2 separate regions of the Arachis hypogaea genome follow, and region 2 is linked to region 1. The links are chromatin contacts, called in public Hi-C maps. All regions are on one chromosome and are shown on one strand. Each heading gives the region's core, a stretch centred on a gene start, on an enhancer-like site or on the middle of the called end of the contact. The rest is flanking DNA. Distances are from core to core; before and after follow the strand shown. Region 1 holds the start of LOC112778117 (probable proteasome inhibitor). Region 2 holds the start of LOC112790648 (gamma-soluble NSF attachment protein).

Region 1 (7,330 bases), core at 2,743-5,242:
TAAAAATTATAATTTTTTATAAAATGATTGTAAAATTATATATATTATTTAATATTTTTTTATAAGTTATATTATTTAATACTTATTAATAGTAAAAATAAATAAATAAAAAAGGTGATTTGAGCCCATTGGTCCGCTAGTCTACTGTTAGCTGGGATAGGGTGAAATTTTAAGACTACCTCGTTGGGTGGGGAAGGACGGGCCAGCTAGCCAGCCAAAGAAAGGCTTTTGGCGGGACAGGGGGATTTTTTCATTTGCCACTCCTAAATCCAACAACATACTTAGCTAAGATAAGTCTTAATGTAATACCTGAAGTTGCACTCGAGCCTTATAATAATTCCTGAACTTAAAAGTTACTCATATTCATCCCTGAAGTTGCACTCCGCGACTCAAACTTGTCCTTCCGGCAATTTCTACCCACCTGGCGCTACCGGAAAGCTGAGTTGGCAGGCTTCGTGCATATGGGCATTACAATGGCTAGTTGATGTGGCAGAGTAAACTGTCCGGAATCAATTTGGTCCCTCAAATAAAGTTAAAACCCTAATCCCTAATTTTGAAGCCCACAGTGCTCTGTCTTCTCTTCTCTTCTCTTCGGTTCTCTGTTCTTGTCTTCCCCATCTTTGAAACCCGACTGTTATGGCAAGCGCGAGCAATGCAGCTGGGAGCTTGAACAACCCATGATCATTTAGAAGCATCATAAGGAGAATGAATAGAAATAGAGAATCGCGCTTGCCAGAATGGTGTAGCTGCGGGTCAAGACCAGTGCTGCGGTGGTCAGGGACGGATTCTAATCCAGGGAGACCGTTCCTAGGTTGCCCAAACTACATTGTAAGTATTATTGTTGTTGATTGCTATATTTATGGATATAAAATTTGCTGACTAATTTTTCTTGGCTGTTCAGACTGTGGGTAAGAAATGGTGTGGATTGTTTTTGTGGGTTGATAAAGTTTTGGAAGAAGATGTCATAGCATGTGATGATAGAACAAGGCATTCAGTTGGCAATGAAGAATGGAAGATGAAGATTGCTTGAAAATTTGGTAGATTAGAGGCTAAAATTAGGGTTCTAAAAATGGGGGGGTTTTAATGTTTGTGTCATGTTGCTGATTGTAGTTGGTGTTCTTGTAATAAAGTTGGATAGACAACAGGATCAACTGTATCTAGCCAAAAACAAATGACATGCATGTTATATGCATATGTTGTTCATGTACTTGTTCCTGTCCTTTTGTTTGAAAGAAATGAAAATTAAAGTGTTTGATTATATGCATACTTCTGTTCTTGCACTTCTGGTCAATGAAATGGAAATGGACCGGGTTTTAATTACTCTTAATTCTGTAACACAGGACAAAATATAACCAAAAAGCTAACAAAACTCAATTCGAGAAAGTCATAATTCATATTGGTAATGTTTCATCCAAAAAAGGCATTATAGAGCCAAAACACCAAGTATATCAAAGTTGTTAACATTTTGACCTCATAAGTTTCAGATACTAAAATCCCAAACACTAGGACAATGTTTAAGAAATCATACATGGTAAAAAAATTTCAGCAAAATAGATACACAAAAACACCATGTGTCCCCTGTCTCTAAATATAATCATCCTAATCTTCATTTTTTGTGCCTGGGTTCCTTGAATCCAGGGGTGGACACAAACTTCATGAAGTTTACAAGCCTTGTAGCATTCCCCTGTGTTGCACCTTACATAGAGTTAGGTGGGGGATTCCTTGCTGGTTGACTGCTTCCTGGTAGATTGCTACTCCCTGAAGTTATTTTTTCATCATGCTTGGAGAACTTCGACAACTATGTTGGTTGGCCAGCCATGAACTTCGAACTTCGCATAGTCTGGGTCACCTGACTACATCGGGACCCAACTTTTTTATTCCTTCACTTTTATAAAAAGCTGTCAGACACTTGTTTTCGAGCACCAAAATAGTCCCTACACTTTTATAAGTAACATTAAACTAGTCCCTAAACTTATGTAAGTGACATCAGACTAGTCCCTAAACAGCACTGTTATATACAAACAGGACATTATGCAGCATGTATAACCACCATTAGCCCAGGAATAATGCAGCATATATAAACAACAGCCTATTGAAGGTATTGAAAATAGTGTATCTATGAAATAATGGCTCCATTAGTTTTTTCAAGAAAGCAGGTATTGAAGGTGATTGATAAACAAAATTAAAAGAGAAAGTACTACACAACTTAGCACAATACACACAAAAAAAAGTCAAAAGAAGAAGGCTTATTAAATAAAACATAACAAAACAATTGGCTAATTTGGCTAAGATATCCTGATTTAGTCTTCTCACCAGCTGCTCCAAATTCTTGAGCTGCTCAGAATAATTGCTCTTTTCATTTGCTATAATATAATCCCTAACACTGTATGTAGAAAAATCAAAGCACCAAATCATGACATAACCGTAAATTCACAAGAAGTACGATTAACCACAGAAAATTTTAATTTTCACAACATATCCGACTTCACCTAGAAAGAAAAGCAGATAACTTTTGAGCAACAAAACTCAATACGCACAAGCTTAAAATTTGCAGCATAGAACGAATATACAAAATATTTCTGGTGGTTTTTTTATTCCATTAACTATTCTATCTTAATATTTGATGTGATAAAGAAAAGAATGGAAAAAGGGTAAAAGTTGACAATACAGAGTACAAACTCTAATTTCAAAACGTTTTCAAATCACAATTCAGTACTTCAGTTTTTACTAAAAATCATGTATGATTTTTTGCCCCCACCATAGCTATTATATTTTAGTTTTTGGTCTTCCTCTATCAAGAATGGAAATTCTATTTAATTAAAAAGAGTAATAAAATAAGTCATCAACAAATAGAAGCTCCAAACTCCAACGCAGCCCAATTCAACACGAATAAAGAAAATTAGGTTGGTGAGTTACAAAAATTTTAATTTTGCAATGCAACAAATGAAAGAAAAATCTTGAAGAATGTATAGTTTGAAGGGGGGAGGGGGAAAGAGGCTTACCAAATCTCAAGGTGTGCAGGGTCAAAGGACCATTCCTTCAAGGCATCAATGAGTAACTTTTCATTCATAACGAGGCACTTTACCAGCACTTTAATTGAAACCTTTTTTGGATTGACATAAACAAAGACATATTCTTGGTCAAGTTGGTTCCAGTTCTCTACAGACACCTCCTCTACACACAATCACAAACCACATATTAAAAATGATCAGTAAATGCTAATTATAAGCTTCAGGCTGCATATATCAATTTGCTACATCTTCTATTGATACCACAAGGTATCTTTTAACTTCAACTTAATTGACTTGATCCAATATTAGATTGCATAGCCTAATCCTTCGTCTAGTATAGAAGCTCAAGGATAGTGCAATTTTCCGGCATGAATTGCCATTATTTGTGGTTATCATGGTTCATTAACAGCTACCACCTTAGAAAGCTCAAATTTACTTTATAATCTAAATAATGAACCTCTGTAATTCACTCAATCAATCACATATCAGTATTTGATGGTTTTCAACAAATCATCAACTCAAGAACAAATAATCCTATAAAACTCTCTTACACCGATTAGATAAAAATTGTTTTACATAGCTAGTGCTACAACCTTAGGGCACGTTTGGTTTCGCTTTTTACTTTCTATGTTTTCTGGTTCTTGCAAAGAAAGAAGTGAAAACAGAAAACAGAATTTTCAATTGTTTTCAGTAAAGAAGAGTGATAATTAATGATATTTGGATATTTCACATAAAATATATCGAAATTAAATAATTTCGTTAAAGAAAAAAGAGAGAACAAAACGGAAAATTAGTGAAAGTGTTACCAGTGGAGGGATGTGAAAGGACGTCGTCGAAGAGGGCTTGGGGGCTGGTGGCGGTGAGAAGGTAGCCGAAAGAGAGGAAGGTGGCGTGAACGACAAATGCTGCTTTGTCGTGGTTGTTTAGAAAGGAAGGCCTTGCCACCCTTATGACCGCCATCACCAACTTATCCGTAGCCATTGTCAGTTTATGATTCTAATGTTTGGGACATTACATTTCAGCTTTCAGCTTCCGGAGTGAAGAGGAGTCAATAGTGTGTTGTGGTTCTTTTCTTTCTTTCCTTTGAATTTTGACACAAAAGGTGCTTGTTTCTTCGGAGAGAAGTTGAGCACAAAAGCGACGTGGTTCGGGGAAATCGGTGCAATTAATACAATCGCATAGACACCATTGATGAATGTAGTGGAGAAGAAGAGACCTCTGTGCTTGTGTTGTGATTTGAGAGGGGGGAGACAATTCGTTAGGGTAACGTTGATGAAGGAGGTTTTTAGCGTGAAATGATGTCGTTTCATGTCATTTTGGCGCCACAGCAAATACTACGTCGTTTCTGTTATGCCAACATGTCAGGAAGGAGGCCAACTCAACTTTCCAGTTGCGCCAGATGGACGGAATGTGCTAGAAGGACGAGTCTGAGTCCCGGAGTGCAACTTCAGGGATAAATATGAGTAACTTTTAAGTTCAGGGACTACTATGAGGCTCGAGTGCAACTTCAGGGACCACTTTGAAACTTATCTCTACTTAGCTTTATTCTATATTTTTAAATATTAATGACTAAAAATAATAAATTATGATAACCTCAAACAATTTTTCTTTATTCGATTTTAGTCATACCACTTGTACCTACTTTCATTCCTCTCTATAATTATATCGCATATACTATCTATCAAATTTAAAATAGATGCTTGACCAACAATTAAAACTGATATTTTATACATCAATAAACGACGTATCAATATTGTATTAGAGAAAATTTAGAGGGTCATCATTTTTATTAAAATTTGATTAGCACTCAATTAGTAAAAAAAATGAGTAATTTTATACTATTAGATATAATCTCGCATCATTAAAAATACTATTAATGACCATGTTACTATTATAAATACTTGCTTTATTTGTTAGTCTTTTATAATTCTGCCGCGTATGTCTTTGAATTAACGACTTAACGTTTTGAAACAAAAACTTATTTGTAAATCGACAACGTGTTAACTATGATCAGACTCATTTATTAAATAGTAGATAATAATTAAGAAAAAAAAGTTGGTAGTACTTAATTCTTCGTATGATCTAGACATACTGAAAATTGGGTTGTTATAATTTGGTATTAAAGCAGTTCGTTCCTGTTACAGCATGGGGAATAGACTGAATCATGCTTCACTATATACTCTGTTGTGTGTCTCATGCTATTAGGGTATCCTTGAGATATATTTCGCATGAATATCTATAAGCGCTTATTTTGGGAATGTTCGTAGTTAACTTGAGATATTAATACTGATCACCTTAATGCTGATTGTTTGGTGCAGATAAGACCTCAATAGCTACGAATAGGAAAAGTAATCGGGTGAGGACTTTTAAATGACAAATCCGTACAGGGTGCAACTATCTTCATCGCTGTTATGTCCTTTATGGCCATGGCTATGCGGGATACGATTGCTGCGAAAAATACTTGTTTGCACATACTTCTCTATGATATGTGTTTTGTGATTGGGTGTGTGTGCTTCTTGACTTGTGATCTCTCTGTATTTTGTGGTTTGTTAAATTTGTTTGTATTTGAGGATTTGTTGCTATTGGCTAAGTATAGCATAAAACGAACCTAATTAACTACTCTGACCCTACTAAGGACTCTCATGTTCTTACCCCCTCTTTCCACTCATAGATGGAGACATAAGAACCTTTACATGCTCTACCAGAAATTTTTGCTTACGAGGACTCCGATCTCATATGCGTGTATATGTTCCAGGACTCGCCAGAAAGGAAAACCATATGGTTGTTGTTTCTTGACGATATCCCATTTAGTCACATTTAAAGACCTACAGTATTTTCCCTCACTTTTGTGACCTTAGAGGGGACTAAGTTTATAGAGAAAATTAGGCTATCCTAGGTTCCAATTTAGGAACTTTTTGGACAAGCTAGGACATGGGATGTCAATATATGACTGTATGGTTAGTTCTCTGTACATATTTGATATAAATGACCATGTTACTGTTATTAATATTTGCTTTATTTGCTAGTCTTTTATAATTATGCCGCTTATGTCTTTGAATTAATGACTCAACGTTTTCAAACAAAAATTTATCCGTAAATTGACAACGTGTTAACTACGATTAGGCTCATATTTATTAAATAGTAGATAAAAATTAGGAAGACAAACTAGTAGTACTCAGTTTTTGGTATGATCTAGACATACTGAAAATTGGACTATTACACTTACCTTCACAAATATGTCCCTCCTTACCTCTTACATTGAATAAGGTAGCCTCCATTGCATCTCCTAATTTTTCTCCATTCTTATACCCTAGCTCCAATGTTTTACAATATTTTGGAGCCCCAAAGTTGAATCCAAATCGAAACCCTTGAGAAGTCATCCTCTTCAATTATCATACACTCCTTCCATCGCCTCAAATGAATGAGGTAGGTTTTTAAAAGTCATGGAGCACCTCTTTTCACTCTTATAACATCTGATTCCTTATAAAAAAATGAAGTAATGCCCAAAATAGTTCTTGAAATTTCTAATTCGCTTCGGATTAGTCCCTCACTTTTTAAAATGACCAAATAAGTCCTTCACTTTCAGAATCGTTAATCTCCATTAGTCCAAAAGTTACTAGACGTTTTAACGGCACTAAGGTGTACAGTTAGGTGCCAAGTTGGCACTTAACTGCATACTGATGTGGACACACAATAAGTTCAACTCAAATTGGTATTCCAAATTTGATATAAACACCCAAATTGATCCAATTCTCACTTATAAAATCCTAACCTCCAAATGTTCATCTTTGTTTTTTTTTTGTATTCATCTTTGTTCTTTGTCTCCACTCCTGTACTCGTTGTTGTTGTTCTGGCCATAACAAACTTCACACATCAGAATCATAAGCAACAAAACACAAAAAGAAATAAGAAAGAAAATTAAACAAAAATAAAAATATTAAAAAATTTTTAATTTCTATTTTGTGTGATTCAAACTATTTTGAACTTTTAAATTTCTTCCCACACATACACCACCTTTGTAAGCAAGAAACAACCTCAAGAAAAGGAAAACTGAACCTTGAAATAAACTTATAATTAATAAAAGAAAATCAAATGCACCCTTATTCCAATCAATGCAATAATGAATCCAAAAGCAGCATCACCCCTTGATTGATTCTAACCACCATTTTACTCTACATTCCATATTCTTCCAACCTTCTCCTCTTCAACAACAATGACCAACAAGATTGCTCCCTATTACCACCATCATTGCCACCACCACCAGACTCGACAACACCGCAACACAACAAATTCTCTAAATTAGTACTGACAACAACACT
Region 2 (7,330 bases), core at 1,562-4,061, 570 kb before region 1:
TTCCCCGGCAACGGCGCCAATGTTCCGAGGGTTACCTGAAACTGTAGGTCGATCTCAGACGAGATCTGCGGTGTTGGCCGGAGCTGTTGTGTCCGACTTGTTAGACTTGGTGGTGCTGCTGATCCTTCGTCACCGGAGGGTGGTGGTACCTGCAAGAGACTCTGATGCTTAAGGTAGCACGGGTTTTAAGCAGGTTTTTTAGTAGAATCCGAGTATGAGTTATACCTAGGTGCTCTAGTGTATTTATAATGTTGTAGAGTGACCTTTTCTAGAGATAAGATAGTTATCTTATCTTATCTTTGAGTGGAGTTATCTTATCTTTAAGGGAACCGCCCTTATCTTTCTAGGTTTGGGCTGCCTTTGGACTTGGGTCGTGTTCCTCTGTTTGGTCCCTTTTTGGGCTCTCCTGGTAATTTGGCCGACCTCCTTTGAGAAGAGGTCGGATAACCTTGACCTGAAGAGGTCGGTTGACTTGCCTTCAGTTAGCCCGGGTCATATAGCTCGACCCAGGACATGAACAAAAAGAAACCTCAAAAAAACTAAAAATAAAAATCCAAAACTAATAGAAAAGAAACATCCAAAATATAACAAAAAGAAACATCTAAAAATAAATGAAAAGAAACATCTAAAATAATTGTAAACAGAATATCTAAAATCTAACCAAAAGAAACATCCGAAACGTAAACAAAAAAAACATCTAAAATTATTGTAAAAGAACTTTCAAAACCTAACAAAAAATAGGTCCAAAATTCAAACTGCAATGAATACTCTTTTAATCATGGTAAAAAAATGCATTACTTTTAAATGTTTTTTATACCTAAATTTTAGATGTTTGAATTTTAGAGGTTTTGAATATTTTTCTGAAAATAAACAATGAAAAAATATAAGAAAAAAATATAAAAAATTATTAAAAAGAATCATTCAAAATTTAAACAAAAGAAACATCTAAATTTTTAAAAAAAGATACATCCAAAATCTAAAAAAAGAGAAACATTTAAAACTATTAAAAAAATATCTGAAACCCAAAAAGAAGAAACATCAAACATTATTGCGAAGAATTTTCTCGCTTCTCGACTTTGGAAAGGTGGAAGTGATGGTGATTCGGAGAAGAAGAAGAAGAGACGTGGAGGGAGAGGCGCAGAGAAAAAGAAGAAGAAAAAGAAAAACGCAAAGAAAGAAGAGAAGAGAGATGAAAAAGAATAGGAGAGAGGATGTGTGTTTTTTAAGTGTAAACCTAGTTTTTAAAATTTTAAAATTAAGATTTTTTAAAAATGGCTGCTTATCTGCCTATAGAATTAATTTCCTAAATTTTCTCATAATAAAAATGGGTCATTCTCACTAATTATTATAGAAATGAATCCTTTTATACTAAATTTTTTTTAATAATTTAATCTTGTTCACTATAAATTATTTTTAATATAGTACAATTATGCGTGTAAGACAAGTATCACTGTATCAATGTGTATATCACAATAATATAGAATTAAAAATCTATATCTCCATTTTTAATTTATGAACTTTTCCATGTTGGATTTGATTTCTTTTATTAATGTAATTTGAGGTATTTCAGATACATGATTTTAATTTAGCTTTTTACACTCTTAGCTTTGGTTGAGTAATTAGAGACTCTTGAGTTATCAAACTCATCTGATGATTGAAAATTGGAATTCTTTACTGATTGATTTGAATTTTCCTCACTCTAGTCTTTTCTTAGGAATTGACTAGGACTTGAGGAATCAAATTGATTTATCCACTTAACCTACCTTCATAGTTAGAGGTTGATCAAGTGGGAGCAAAAGCCAATTCTCATCACAATTGATAAGGATAACTAGGATAGGACTTCCAATTCTCATACTTGCCAAGAGCTTTTCTAATTATTAATTTATTTTTCTTGCCATTTAAATTACCTGTTCCCTATTTCAAAAATAAAAAAATATACCTTTTTCCATAACCAATAATAAATCATACTTTCCTGCAATTCCTTGAGAAGACGACCTGAGGTATGAATACTTCGATTTATAAATTTTACTGGGTTTGTTAGTTGTGACAACCAAAACTTTTGCACGAAAGAATTCTCTGTTGGTTTAGAAACTATACTTACAACGCGATTATATTTTTTATATTTCTTTACCGATAGGAAATCTGATCGTCACATGTATAATTTAATTTATTTTTAATATATATTATATATTTTAAAATTCTATTCTAACGACTAATTTTAGAGTGTACCTAGCATGATTGTATTTTCTTAATTAAAATGATTGAGGGTAAATCACAAAAAATGAGCCCGGATTATTTTGGCACTGAAAAAAGGTTCCTAAATTTTGTTATCGACAAAATATCTTCAAATATTTAAAAATGCGAAAAAATGCGAAAAAATAATTTTTTTTATTGGTGACGAACGATTTTTATATGAAAAAAACTACTTATATATTTGATCCAAAATTTTATAAGAATATTTAGATAACTATTTAAAAAATATACACAAAAAACTAAATAAAAATTTAATCTCTAGATTTTTTTAGTTTTTTAAAGTATTATTAATTGTTGATAAAAAATTATAAAAAATATATACTTAGTAAAAAGCCACCAAATTTTAAAAATATAAATATTTTATTTTCTTAATTATGTTTATAAAAAATTATATCAAAATTTAATTTGTTAAATTTTTTTAATGATATATATTTAACATTAGACATTTTTATTGTATATTTAAATAATTTGATAATATTTTTTTCAATAACAAAATTCGGGACAGTTTTGGCAGCGTAAAAATATTTTAGATGCATTTTTTTTGTGGTTTAGTCCATGAATAATTTTTAAAGTTTGTTTCTTCATTCTTAAGAGACCAATTTGGTGACAATGAGTTTTGACTCTAATAACATATCTCTTTTTCTCCACTTTAAAAGTTTAGGATTCAAACCCTAGAAAATATAATTAAAAATAAAATGGGATAAAATATGTGAAGAGTGTATAAGTGTATTGTATTTCTAGAATTCGGGATATCTAATCTACCGACAAAAAAAAAAGACCAATTTGTTGAATACAAAATCTGTTAACGAGACTTAGGGAGTTGGAAAAGCAGCAGCAAGAACGGTGGTCACTGGTCAGCAAGACGAGTAGAGTGTCGTTTGATGGTTGGGAAGCTGAACGCAGCACTTGAATCGGAGGAGAAAAGACTCAAAGAAGACGCAACTCAATCATCCAATCTAAGTACTTCAATCAAACCAAACCATGTCCACCTCTGATCCCAACAAGTTGATAACCAAAGCTGATAAGCTGTGCGTTCTGCTTTCCCTTCTCATTTTACTCTCTCACTTTTTCTCTCATTCATAATCATAAACATAGCCGCATAAAGCTGCATCCTTCCTCGCTTTGTTACTCGATCTAATATTCAAGTAGTCGTTCCTTCGTAACAACGATCAAGATTTTGATGCAAATTCTAATTTTGTTACTTTGGTAATTTGGTTGGATTTTCCTCATGATGGGATTGAACAAATGTTCGTATCGTAATTAAGCATTGGGGATATGTTTATCTTCACTTGTGATGTTGGATATAATCAATTTCCAAAATTAGGTCTTAACTTGAAAGTAAAATGGGTTATTTTTAATTCCCAATAGATACAAGGACATGGTAGGTTCTTTTACCTTACATGAATTATAGATTTGAATTTTCCTTCGGTTTCTTTTTTGACTCAGAACAAAACTCAGTTTCACAAGGTGGACTGCGGATTGGAAAAGTGCTACAGTTCTTTATGAGCAGGCTGGTAAAATGTTCAACAGTGTTCTAAGCATTTGATTGTTTGTGCAAAGAAATTTTACGAGAGAAAAAAAAAGAAAGCACATATAACTAACCTAATATCCGATTTTGCTGTAGCTAATGCATTTAGACTTGCCAAGGACTATGAGAAAGCCAAAACAGCATATGAGAAAGCTTCAAAAGGACAAGAGATGCTTTCTTCGTATCCTTATTTTTTTTGGTTATTGCTTATGGTTTTCTTCATCTAGGTATAATTCTCTGCTCTTCTAAATGCTGTTAGATTTGTTGTTTTGGACTGTTGCGCTCTATATCTATCCTTGACAAGTGAACTAGACCATGGGATGCCGCTAAGCACATGGAGTCTGCTGCTGCGTTAGCAAAGGAACTAAGCAACTGGAGAGAAGTTGCCGATTTCTATCGTAGGGCATCTGAATTGTACATTGAGTGTGGGAGACCACAGCCTGCATCCGACGCCCTTGCCAAGGGAGCGCGGTAAACTGATTTTCTTCTCTCTTGATTTCCAAATACATCCTGTGTTTAATATTGGCAATAAGCTAGTATATGGTAACCACTATGATCGAGTTGTTTCTGTCTTTGTTTATCAAGTAAAATCAAGGACGACAATCTTGTTGTAGTTAGTTGTTTCTATGAACATATTTGGTGCTTTGATTTGGACTTTGCAGCTCAATGCTTGCTTTTATAGAGGTTTCTTTGGACCTGGCATGCTTTGGGATAGTATTGTCTATTGTGTTTATATCCACTGTTCGATGTGCTGGTTAAGGATGGTTTTCAAATGGATAGTGATTAAGACACATTGTTGCAATCTTGATCACTTAAAAATTCTATGATAAATATTCCTTTTCTGTTTCAAAAGATCTCTTATCTTATTCACTAGTTTGGATGATTCTGGGAGATGGAAGTTGGCCTAAGCCTTGTTGCACTGTGCTATATATGCCCAGGAGTATATGGTTGGAGAATATCTGTTGCACTTTCTATGATAGATACTTAGACAAGCAAAGATAGCTTAGGCATTTGGCCTCTATTTGTTGGAAAACTCATGATCTTTTAGAGGCATTTCTCTCTTAGAAATGTTGAGATATTGGAATATGGAAAGCTACTCTTCATTGATACATGTTTGTTTTGTTGTTCTTATAAGGAGGAGTTCTTGTATCATTCTTCTCTTATGAATTATATTGTTCCTTCATCTGACAAAGGAAATCCTATCCCCACTTTAGCTGTCTCTGCTCGCCATTTTTTGTTTTTCCTTTTTTTCCCCTCTCTAATAAAGTTTCTTTCCATAAAAAAAGTGTTTGGATCTAGTATTCAGTTCATTTACTAATCACTGCCAATGGAATAAGAACTTTACTCAAGAATAATTAGAAGTTATCTGTATAGAATGACAATTGATTACATCATGATGGCTCATCCTTTTTACTTCAATTGGTCAACATGTAGTACCATAGATGCTATATGAAACAAACACTAATCAGTCTATTTAATTGCATCCTCATGGCTGATACAATTTATTAGGAATATAGTAGTATAGCTCTCTATTATTATCCCAAATTTATTATGATAACTTCCTTTGTGTAGTGCATTGGAAGATACCGTGCCTGAAGAAGCTATTCAGCTATATACAGATGCTTGTACAGTTCTTGAAGAGGATGAAAGAGAACAAATGGCTTTTGATTTGTATCGTGCTGCAACCAATGTTTATATAAAACTTGAGAAGTAAGTTCTGTAAAACTGTTAGAAAATAAAGATTATGTCCTATCTTCTCCACTCTTTTTTCTTTAGTATTTTCAACTTAGGTGAAGGTTTTAGTGGTGTTATATTTTGTCTGGCAATCCATTTAGATGTCTATTCATGTTGTTCCATTGGTTTTATTTATTTATTTGGAAAAATATTTTCTGTTCTTATTTTGTTTGTGCATTCAGTTGGATGTCTATTCATGCTTTTCCGTAGGTTTTATTTAGAGAAATATTTTTTGTACTCATTCTGTCTCATACACTAAGTAGACACACTTTTTCACCACTGGATGAGGCATTGGACCCATCAAATGTTTTGATCAAACATCTCATTCAATGAGGCGAATTTTGACTTGAGTTTACAACAGAGAAGTGAGTAGATAATATCTAATTCATTTACATTTTCAAATTTGATATAGCATGAGGCAAATATGACAATTGATTTTGTTGCATTCTTTTTTTGCAGATGTTTTTATATCATTCTTTATAATTTTGTGCCTGTTCCTACTGTATGTTCAGCTTGTTGAGTGTCATGTAGCATAGACGACGATGAGTCGTGATAGCCAAAATGAATAGGGCAGAGCACAAAGTATGTAATTTAATCGTTGAAACTTTAGGGATTAGAAGTCAGATGACTTGGAGGTTCATGTGATTTCCTGCGAATGAGAAGATGATTAAGAACCATCTTGGTAATTGTTTTGGTGTTGTGTCCAACAGTGCAAAATTTAGAATTGGAGGCTTGAAGGGATTTATCTTAGATTCAGGAAAGAGAAATATACGTATTAAATAAAATAATCTGAGCAATGTATAGGCAAGTAAGCAAGTATTCGTGATAAATTTTAAACTACATGGTTTGAAAAAGATGACAGGTTACGCGAAGTTGCTTGCGTCTGCATCTTAGAAATTGCATGGGATGGTGCAAGTAAAATGACACTTATGACTTCACATATTTTCCACTATTCAGATAAATGTGTTGAAAGAAAGTATTAAGGTCCCTCCACCCCGGAAAAACAAAAGGGAAAAAGAAGAGAAAGAAAAACCCACAATTTATTTTGCTACATCAGACACATCTGCCTCTGGGAACATATGATGGGAGCTAGCATTTTTTTATCCAATAGTGGGACAGTGATCCGGCATAGAAACCAGACACAACAATTCTTAATTTGTTCTCTGTCGGTTCCTCTCCTAAGTTTATGAATTCTTGGTCCTATTACATCTGTGCCAACTTGTTTGGCAAGAACTGCTGCTACTGGATCCTTGATTTTGTTTCTAGAATGTAAAAAACATTTTCGTTCTTTGCATCTTAACATGTGTATGTTGGGTACCATTTATGATAAACAGATATACAGACGCTGCATCTCTCATGTTGAAATTGGGCTTGGCAGCTGAGAAGTCTAATGCTATCAATAGCCAATTCAAGGTTTGAAGTATTTTAGTTTTGGATTCTGTATTTAAAATAAACTGCAGAGACTAGGTGTTTGAAAAGGGGATTGTTTTCTTGATCTCCCTTCTGGGAATTTGGTGGTAGTTTGTAAATATGTGATAAATTTTAAAGACTGTGAGAGCTATATATTTGGTTTGTTAAGAGTATTGGCCTTATGCATTTAGCGGATTTACCTGTTTGGAAAACTGGATTCAGCTTTGCCTGTGGCTTACTTCTTAGAGTACATTTGGTAATTAACTTATAATCTTCACGAAATATTTACTGAGCTCAAGTCAGGTTACATTTTAAATTTTATTAGCAAGTTGGTGTTGGAATGTTAGCGCACTGAAATTTTGTATATTAGTTATTGATATTTTGTGTGTTTTCCGTCTCTTCTCT

The links. Hi-C and Micro-C count contacts between places; a contact is called where the count stands out from the background.
Region 2: a contact with region 1 is called in a Hi-C map of leaf, with 4 times the contacts expected there. The contact joins the promoter of LOC112790648 here to the promoter of LOC112778117 in region 1. A contact is called at or near these places in 2 of 8 Hi-C or Micro-C datasets (both in leaf).

Annotation. Positions count from the first base shown.
Region 1 is chr3:59,917,845-59,925,174 of arahy.Tifrunner.gnm2.J5K5, reverse strand. It overlaps LOC112778117 (probable proteasome inhibitor), which reads right to left and starts at 3,992. Exons shown (of 4, transcript XM_072231945.1): 1 at 3,818-3,992; 2 at 3,003-3,174; 3 at 2,266-2,383; 4 at 510-821. The coding sequence starts at 3,992. The coding sequence ends at 510.
Region 2 is chr3:60,482,765-60,490,094 of arahy.Tifrunner.gnm2.J5K5, reverse strand. It overlaps LOC112790648 (gamma-soluble NSF attachment protein), which reads left to right and starts at 2,811. Exons shown (of 9, transcript XM_025833149.3): 1 at 2,811-3,281; 2 at 3,700-3,767; 3 at 3,878-3,962; 4 at 4,094-4,252; 5 at 5,354-5,491; 6 at 6,850-6,928. The coding sequence starts at 3,235.